Linked DNA regions of Zea mays: region 1 is linked to region 2. A link is a contact called in public Hi-C data. All regions are on one chromosome and are shown on one strand. Each heading gives the region's core, a stretch centred on a gene start, on an enhancer-like site or on the middle of the called end of the contact. The rest is flanking DNA. Distances are from core to core; before and after follow the strand shown.

The links. A called contact is a pair of places that touch in the nucleus more often than the background predicts.
Region 1: a Hi-C map of leaf shows a contact between it and region 2, with 7 times the contacts expected there. The contact joins the promoter of LOC100280943 here to the promoter of LOC100284794 in region 2. A contact is called at or near these places in 3 of 25 Hi-C or Micro-C datasets (ear, leaf and tassel).

Annotation. Positions count from the first base shown.
Region 1 is chr1:296,578,636-296,583,392 of Zm-B73-REFERENCE-NAM-5.0, forward strand. It overlaps LOC100280943 (50S ribosomal protein L4-like), which reads right to left and starts at 2,395. Exons shown (of 7, transcript NM_001374362.1): 1 at 2,228-2,395; 2 at 917-1,034; 3 at 484-632; 4 at 245-352; 5 at 19-138. The coding sequence starts at 2,338.
Region 2 is chr1:296,209,214-296,214,303 of Zm-B73-REFERENCE-NAM-5.0, forward strand. LOC100284794 (riboflavin kinase family protein) reads right to left here and starts at 3,559. Exons shown (of 5, transcript NM_001157689.2): 1 at 3,245-3,559; 2 at 960-1,105. The coding sequence starts at 3,408.

The sequences.
Region 1 (4,757 bases), core at 1,145-3,644, 370 kb after region 2:
TTAGTAGGTAGCAAATACCTTCCCCTCAGCAGTTCGAGCAGACAAGGCAATCTTAAGCCCCAGCCGCCGTACTTTCTTCTGCAGCTTGATTGCATGGCTTCGAGGTTTAGGCCCATGCATGGTTGCACCACCACGAAACTGTTATGTTCATAAATTAGTTGACTGAACTCCAAACTGGGTAGTATGTTTCAAGCAATCTCAATATGAATATATGTATATTATTCACGCAAATATAATAACTAACCTGGGCACCGCGCAGTGTTCCATGTCGTGCTTTTCCGGTTCCTTTTTGCGGGTAAGGCTTTCTTCCAGTGCCACTAACTTCACTGATAGTTTTAGTTGAGTGTGTCCCCTGTAAAGACAAAGAAGGGCCTAATTTATTAGAATACAAAACTGTCATTTTGTCAAGATGATATGCATCAGTCCAAGATTTCCATAAGTGAAGGCCAAGTAAAAAAATATTAAGTGATCCTATTGGTGCACCTGCTGTCTTTTAGCAAGCTGCCACCTTACTACTCGGTGAACAATGTCCTTCCTAATTGGAACATCAAAAACATCGCCATCCAAAACCATGAAGCCCTTGTCCTCATTATGGAAGTTTGTGACCCTAGCTACCAGGTCTTCATACTGCCCTGCAATATTATAACAAGCCAGAGGAATTAAAATCCAGCATATTCTTAATTCAAAATAAAATCAACATTATTCATAAATAATTGCAATACTGCAGAAGTGAAGTTTCATTCATGAATTTTGGTCTGGTTAGATAAGAAACAGTAACCAAAGCTTTAGCTGGCAAAAGATAAAATGGTAAGTCATATGATATATCATTTGTCGTTAAAAGAAAATTCAGAAGACTAGTGTTGAGACAAATCCACTAAAATGGTGATTTGAAATTAGTCCATAGGGGAGAACTCACCAAGCTCCCGATCTGGTGTCCACACAGTCCTGCTAGAAAGGAGTTCTGGTGGAATCAACACTTCATTTGGTGGAGCCAAAAGAGTAGAATACCCATTGAAAAAGAAACCTGGCAGATTCTGGAAATGGAACAAGTATTTAAAACAAAAGGTCAATGCAGAACTCACGTGCAATCAAATATACAAAAAACACATTTTCAAACAGAGAAAGGATAAAGATTTCTTAACAGATGATTGGGTGCAACAAGTTAGATCTTGGCAAAAATATAATAAAACTTCTATGTTGAAATCTTGATACCCAAAATGCTAACAGGACAAATATGATTTATGCATTCCTGTCAAATAAGTTAATGAAAAAAACTACAGAAGATTGGAGGATGTAATAGTTGTAGCTTTCCAGCGCATGTTTCAAAGCAAGGCTGTCGCCATTTCCGTTAACAAGAACGAAATAAAACAGGTTTGGGTTCAGCAAAGCAAAAGGAAAAACAGGAACAGAAAGACAATGAGCAGAGCAAGTTTTAGGGGGCAGGTAAAGCATCTGTCATCACATGTAATCCACTAATCCAAGATATATTCAGATATAAAGTTTGATAATAAAGCCAGATGTAAAATATCTTGTCCCCGAAGGCCTTGTTGAATGGCAACTGAATGCAGCATGAGGTAAACAGACAAATTTACAGGACTAGCCGCACAAGTAACGGAATGAATGGAAGAAGCAATTGGATTAATGTTCAACTGAAAAACAGGATTGCCACCTATTACCACAACTAATGTAGCAAATTCGTAGCTGGATGTGCTAGATGTTTCTCAAGCAAGGCACCAGACACAAAATTGACACCTGTGTGTGTGCGCGTGCTTAGATTGAAAAGGGACTATACTTTCGCTTCCCATCACAAGCCTTGGCATTGAGCGATCCTTGTAAATACGCAAACTAGCACAATCCTCAAGAGTGAACATAATTGCAGTTGAGTGAAATCATCAGATGTTTGCTAAACCACTAGATTTCAATCAAGCTTGAATACTCTTTTTTTTTCCTACGAATCAGGATTCAGGCAAGTGGATGAGCAATGCTGCACCTAAACCACAACTCCAGCCTGAAGCAGGCCCATTTCCCATTCTACAAGAGACCAAGCATCCGAACGCAAGAGCAGCTGCTGCTTAACACTTGCCCACAAACAGTCGCGGCTCCGGCCCACCCGAATCCCTCTGGATTCTAGAACCACCTAGATTTGTTAATCCCTTTTGTCGAATCAGTCGAGTGGGTTTGCGATACGCCGCACCGAGGACATGGGGAAGGAGGGAGGGGTCCAGACCTTCACGAGGCAAGGGCCTACGTTCCGCGGCGGATGGTACAGCGACGCCGTAGTAGGCGCGGACCCCGCGGCGCGGCGGAGCAGCGACGCGGCGCGCGCGAGGGCCCGCATCGGGTGGGGAGAGGAGGGGCACGCGGCGGCTGGAGTTGAGCCGGCGGACTGGCGGCGGAAGGGAGCGCGGAGCCACGCACACCGATCCGCGTGGGCTGTCCCTCCCTTTTGCTTGTTCGCTTGGGCCTTTCAGCAACAGCACGCGCTCAAGCCCACACAGACTACGGCCTGCTCCCGGGCCGCGGCGCCACATGTTCATGTAGGACCGCTCGGTCGAGATGGGTGGGCCGATAGCTGCCGGTCTAGGTCTATGCCATTACGTTACGTCGTTGTTGCAGCACCGTTTACACCATAGAGTTTGGAGTAGAAGATGAAATATAAGGGTATGTACAGCGTTGTTTAACACGGCGTGTCTTATACCGTGTCTAGGGAGGTAACTGTAAAATTTCCGAAGACTCGATCCTTGGCGAAGCCACCGTTCCTCGCGCATGGCTCGAGGCAAAGATACGATGTTGTCGCTTCGTTGTACAACGCTGGTCGTCTCTTCGGCATTCGGTGCTCCCGTTCATCTGTTTGGTCATCACTTTTGCATCACTAGTCTCATCCATCCGTTTTGCCATGAATAAAAAAAAACAGGTTCTCCCGTTCGTCACCCGGCCGTCGCCGCCGCCATCCCTTCCGGCTCCACGTCCAACTGCCGTTACCCCTCTCTTCCAGATGCCCTCCCCCACCGCGAGATTCCCCATTCACGTTCCCCTTGCTGCTGGCAACAACATCCCCTCCCGAACCCCCTCCCCCGCCGGCACACACTTCACTATCCTCTGATTAGTGAAGTATGGCAACGATACGATGGACATTAGATCAATCATATATGTATATTTCATATTGCAAAATTTATCAGCTATGTGATACATTTATGTTGAAACCTCTATGTGATACATCTAATTATTGGTTTTAATTATTATCTGTGTCTGAATGCATTTTCACTCTCCTCTGATGCATTTTCATCAGCCTCTGCCCTCTGCAGACCTCTGGGCTCTCTCGTTACCTTAATTTTCTGCACCTGAATGTGAACTGTAACATCATTTCTTTTCCCACAACATGCCAAAGCAACTTCTCTAGTTCACCCCTTTGATTTTACCATATCTGCATCTCAAGCGCTACTCTGAAAATACTGTAGCATTCTGAAACTGTTGTCTAGATCCTCATCAGTTTATTCAGCAAAGTGAGTAATTCAGTTTGAGGTTCGGAGGTTCAGTTTGTTCAGCAATGCGCTACTCTGAACAGCAGTATAAAGTCAGAAAACAACGGTGTGAACCTGCAGTGTATACAAGTGCACAATGGATCAGTCACCATTTAATACGATGAATTTGAAACATTAATTAAGATGTAAGATTTTAGATATGTCTTTTTGTACTGAACTGTGTCTTAGGTGTGTTTTATACTTGGAGGACCGTGCCGTGGTATCTATATTGTACATGTCCTAAAAGCTGCTGGAGATAACTTTATTATGAAAAACTTGGACATGATATATGTTCCGAAGAACCTGCTGTCAATGCAACTATGGAAAAGCTTTACAAGAACATTGCTAGAATGGCAAAAATTTAGTTCGTTTTGTGCCCTACGAACAAGGAAGGGACGGAAGGTTTAAGACGGCGGCAGCAATAAACTCAAATAGGGATGGAAACGAGCTGAGCCGAGCCCGACGCGGCTTGGTGCAGCTACGAGGCGAGCTAGGCTCGGCTCGGTTATGTTGCAGCTTGACTGAGAGAATCGGCTCGGTAACGGCTCGCGAGACTCACACTAAATCATGTTTAGAGTATAAATTATATATTTTTTATTATATATAAAATAAAAAATTATGTATAATATTTTTTTAGACTACAATATAAGTGTATCACGTATCAAATTCAAGAAATTTAATAAAATAGTTCAAAACATAATAATAATAATATAGTATAATAGTATATTTGACGTTGTTAGCTCAGTTCTCGCAGTTCTGACGAGCCGAAGAAACAACTCGGCTCGGGCTAATTTTGGCTCGCTAGCTGGCTCGGTTCGAGACGAAGCTCACCGAGGCCGAGCCAAATTTCCACCCCTACACTCAAATTAGCTTGTCGGCGCTCGCCGCCAAGGATGCACACCACAATCGGAAGCAGCGCTAGCGCCGCTGAAGTAGTAGGTCTTGAACCCGACGAGGCGTCGATGTATGGGTTCACTGTACTATCGCCGTCACCCGCCAGCCAGACTCCCGAAGACGCGAGCTGGGGCCGCGTCGTTGCCAAGGGCTCAAGGCCGCAGTCATCATGCATGGACGACGTCGATCGATAGGGATAGGGTCCTCGGCTCGGCTCGTCAATGGTGTTGCGTCCTCTAGACTCTAGAGTACAACGCTTGCTTAACCAAATGGACACTTCTACGCCGTCGGTGGCCTCAACCCGACGGTTATCGTCTTTGCTGCCCTGCCCAACCAGCTTCC
Region 2 (5,090 bases), core at 2,309-4,808:
TTCAGTTCTTCTACCAAATTTAATTTGTACCATATGTGCTGTATCTGACACCATTCTTATTTATATACATGCTATTATGCTATACTAGTATAGTTTCTATACTTGCATTCCAAATACGGACCAACTTGCAATACTGGTATCTGCACATAAAGGAGAAAAATGCAGTGCAACAAAAAATTACAAGTTTCAATACTTACTTTATGACCAAGGGGTGTAAAGTTGCCCAATTGATATTTACTTTATGACCAAGGGGTGTAAAGTTGCCCAATTGATACCTTTACATGACATGTGGCCTAAAAATGCACTATTCATCAAGTAGGCGGTTTAATCTAAAACTGACATGCACTAATATTCAAGTACGACACAATATCATTTGCTAATGACAAAGCAATAAATTCCTCAGTTGTTGATTGGTCCATTTGGGTATTCCTGAGAATGTTTCTGCATATCTTAAAACAAAATGTTTTACTTACTTTTAGGGTCAAATTCGTAAGGTCTGTTCTATATTTTTATAAGTTTGTTGTGCTTTGATGTGCTGGTACTGTAGAACTGGTAATCTGTAAGATCTATATTCTACCACGGGAATGAGGGATATATCATAGGTGCCCAGATGGTTACACGAAGAGTTTGAGTTTTTAAAGGCATGAAATCTTGAAGTATATAAAACTCTAAACGGCCCTTATATAAATAGCAGGAAGGCAGTGACACCAATACCAGCCTCATATAAAAAATAAGTATATGTTTAGTAGAAAACCATAGAGTACATTTTATTAACTTTACTTATGAATAGACAGTTACATGCAAAACAGTTTGAGCTGCAATAAGCCAAAAATCACCTTCTAGAGGTGCATGATATCAATTGTGTTCATAAATCAAAGTAGCATTTTGTAACTTGGACAGTATAATAAATTGTTCTATACAGTATTAATAAATTGTCCATAACTCCATATAGAACTTACCGAGCACACAATCCTGATCCTCTCCACAATCTATTAGGAGCCTGTCGTTGACAAGACCTTCGTTGTTTAGTCTAACCCCCGAGTGTCCAGATGAGCTGAAGGTCTTCGGTGAGTTCCTACTATGTCCCTTCTTCATGTCTAGGGGCCTGCATTGATTGAAGTACATAAGTGTATTATCAAAATCTGAAAGATACCAAAGATTTAAGACTAAACAGTTAGCCATGATAACCAAACTGAGAAAATGTACTAATGTAAACCGAAAAATACTCATTTTGGTAACTAGGTAGGAATCGTAGTGTTAGGAGAGGATAACTTTTCGGTTTTAAGCATTTGGTAGGTTCTTTCCATACTCCAATTTGGATCAAGGATCTCATATATAAAAATGGCAGATCTGGTGCCGGAGGCTCTCACACGAGTGGGGTCTAAGGAAAGGATAAACCGAGGCAAGCCTCCCCTCCGCAAATGCAGAGAGGCTGCTTCGAATCCGCGACCTGGTGACTCATTGAGACAGCTCTCACCACTACATCGGGCTGCCATTCTAAGGAACTTATATAAAGTTCAAATAAACAAAAATAAAGTAATTGCTAACCTTCAGGGCTACCTAAGTTGCATTAGTAATAATTAGGGAACAATTAAACCAAACATGGTGGTTCTACCATTTTTTTTTAAAAAAAAACTTTGCTTGTGGCTCTACCTTATTTTTCAAACCCCATTGCACAAGTAGTCACACCTCCCTTTTGGTTGACCTGACATGGAAAACAGCCCAGCTTGGCCGCTCCTAAATCCTTCGTTCCAAATTGGAAGGTGTTCTAGCTTTGTATTAAGCCAAACTTTTCTAGCAATCTAACTTTGGCCAAGTTTATAGAAAAATGCGCAAACATATACAACAACAAACAAGGGGTACATTAGTTAAAGCATTGAAAACATTTTGACCGTGCATCTATTTGATAATGTGGATGAATATTTTTTTCTATAACTTTGATCAAAGGTAAACAAGCTTGACTTAGGACAAAACAAAACGACTTATGGTTTGAAGCAGCGGGGGTAACACCCCGTCCAATCCCTGGACCGGCGATACTTACTCCTGGTAGCTCTCTACGATCATGTATTGTCCCCACGGACCAACATGGGTCTTTTGTGCACACTTTGTCCTCACTCATGCGCACTCGAGAAAACTTTTCGGTCGGTCACCCATCACAAATTGCTCCAAGTCAGTCACGCTTAATTTAGAGGTTCTTTTGAGATAGTCTTACGAAAAAGAAGATACACCTTATTGGTATAAATACTCTATTAATTCTATTAAGCCTTAGACCAGGATATCACCATCCCAGGGGCCAGGATATCACAATCCACCCCCCTAGAAGACCGACGTCCTCGTCGGTCAACCCCAACCCAGCAACCTCCCCTCTTAGCCACGTCTATGTGTCTAGTGTCGTCAAATGACATGTCATGTGATCACTCTGGGCCCACATGCGCCATATACCCGAATCTCTAACCCACACATGCCCGTGAAACCTCGAGGGTTAGCTCTGATACCACTTATAACACCCCCATCCAATCCCTGGACCGGCGGTACTTACTCCTGGAAGCTCTCTAGGATCATATATTGTCCCCACAGACCAATACGGGTCTTTTATGCACACTTTGTCCTCACGCATGCGCACCCGAGAAAACTTCTCGGTCGGTCACTCATCCCAAATTGCTCGAAGCTAAACACGCTTAACTTAGAGATTCTTTCGAGATAGACTTCCGAAAAAGAAGATACACTTTATTGGTATGTATACTCTATTAATTTTATTAAGTCTTAGGTCAGGACATCACCATCCCAGGGTCAGGATATCACAGGTACCTGATAGAGCCTTTTGGGGGCAGCAACATGACACATTGTCTTCCCAAATTGCACAAGCATAACATAATGCTTACTATATGTTTAGATCCAACCTCTCATGTACACGAGACAAGCAAACTTCGGTTCCTTACATCAAATACAAGATTATAGTTTGCTAGCACTAGAAAGTCAAAGCACATAAATTCCCGTGCCTTTTTGAAACCTTAGTGTGGTTCGCCATAGAGGACTTAACCCCTCAATGAAATGTCAGCAGCATCCTGATGCTCAGGCTCGGATAGTCCAACAAGCTTATCCTCCCATTCCAGTATAGACAGAAATGCTCGATGGGACAGTCGTTTCGTCGAACATCTAACAAGTAAGCAACCGCGCGCTGGCACCAACCGAAAGGAATCGCGGAACAGCTCCCCTACAACAAGGACAGAAGACAGCTCGGTACCTGAAACGCCGCGCGGGCGGCAGGAGGGAGCGGGGAGGCCCGGGCGGGCCGCGCCGTGGGCAGCGGTGGAGCGGCGGCCACCGGGGAGCCGGGGACGCGGAGGGGGAAGGGGAGCGGAGGGCGCAGCCGAGCGCCGCGGCGGCCGTGGCGGCGCCCCTCTCCATACCACTCCCACCACGCACCGACTAGGCGACGACGCGGGCACTCCTGTTTCTTTTGGCAGGGGAGCTTGGCGGGCCACGTCGTCCTCTTCGACGCGAGCTGGCTGCCTGGCTGTGGCCGGTGGCTGGTGGCGGCAGCGGACACGGCCGCTGCGCTGCGGCCTGCGGGATCAAATCCGTCGACTAGGCTACAGTCGGACGATTTTCACCGTCCGCTCGATCCAATGGCGATCTCATCTCACAGACTCATCTAGCAGGCCGTATGACAGAGGCCCGAGGGCCCAGCTAAGCCCATAAAAGTATAACACAACTGCGCACACGCACGAGTTGCGCAACTCGGAACGCTCGTCGCTCGGTCCTCCTCTCAAGTCTCACCGCGCCATCGTCGTGTTCTGAAACACTGACAGCGGACACGAGATTTCCCATCCATCCTTATTCTAACTATTGTACTTATTAAAATGTCATGCACATGTCGTATAAAATACAATAGATAAAAAAAGTAAAGCCATAAAAGATTATTTTTATTCTCAATATTGACGATTACGGGCCTAATTTGGGACACTGTTTTTAAAACCACATTTACAATACCACAATTTATCGAATGTCATGATATGACACAACCATGGTGTATTTTACATCAATCTAATCTAACACCTGTTTGAAGACACAATATTTTAGTTGCACCACAGAAGAGGAAAAAAAGTAAACTGCAGCCATGCACCAGCGATTTTTTATCTAGACCAAAGTTTTTAGACCCGGAAAAAATTATGATATTGGTGAGACCATAATTTAAAATATATGCTTTCAGACATCTTTCCACCTAAATTATAATTGTATGCTCAAATACTAAAGTATTACCTTGGAACTAGAAAAATACTATGTCCCCAAACGCTATGGTCATTCTCACTATACAGTTTCATCACTATTTACAAGATACCATGTCAACATTTGTCTAAGAAACATTGTATACAGAGTTTCATCCTCGTGAAATCATCTCCTCAACCGTAAAACTCTATCATATCTATATTCATTAAATTGTATGGCAGGTTATCTTGTTTACCTATTTGGTATGTCATTTAATGACCGAGAAATGGCCTAACACTATGTAGCACTGAGTGACGGTTTGGCTTTGAGCTTTCTACTCACTTAGAGCAAGCATAATAAGAGGCTATAAACTGATTAAATGTTGAGGTGGAGGAGACTAAAGAGGAGGGAGAAGAAGCGTGTTGTAAACTTACAGCCGGCTTTGACACAAGAAACAAGAAACTTTATGAGAGAGACAATTTAGCTTCTGTGTTAATAGTAAAGCGCTAACCACTATATGAATGAGCTAAATGTTGGGCTACAAGTACCGGCAGAGGCGGACCCAAGGGGTGGGCAAGGTGGTCAATGGCCCCACCTTAATTTTTGTAATCTCTTATACTAATGTTTATATATACAATAAAATAAACAAACTTTTATATAGTAGGCGGAGCCAAATCTGATAAAAACTAGGTTTTGATCTAACCACTTCTCAGCTCACTCCCCACCTGAGCCTTTCGATTCCCTTTTCTAACGCTGGCCCACTGGTGGCTCGCTCACTCCTTTGGTCATTGACTGATCGAGTGGATAACCTAACCTTGAGAGCACCTAGAGGGGGGGTGAATAGGTGATCCTGTAAAAACTTAAACTTAAGCCACAAAAAC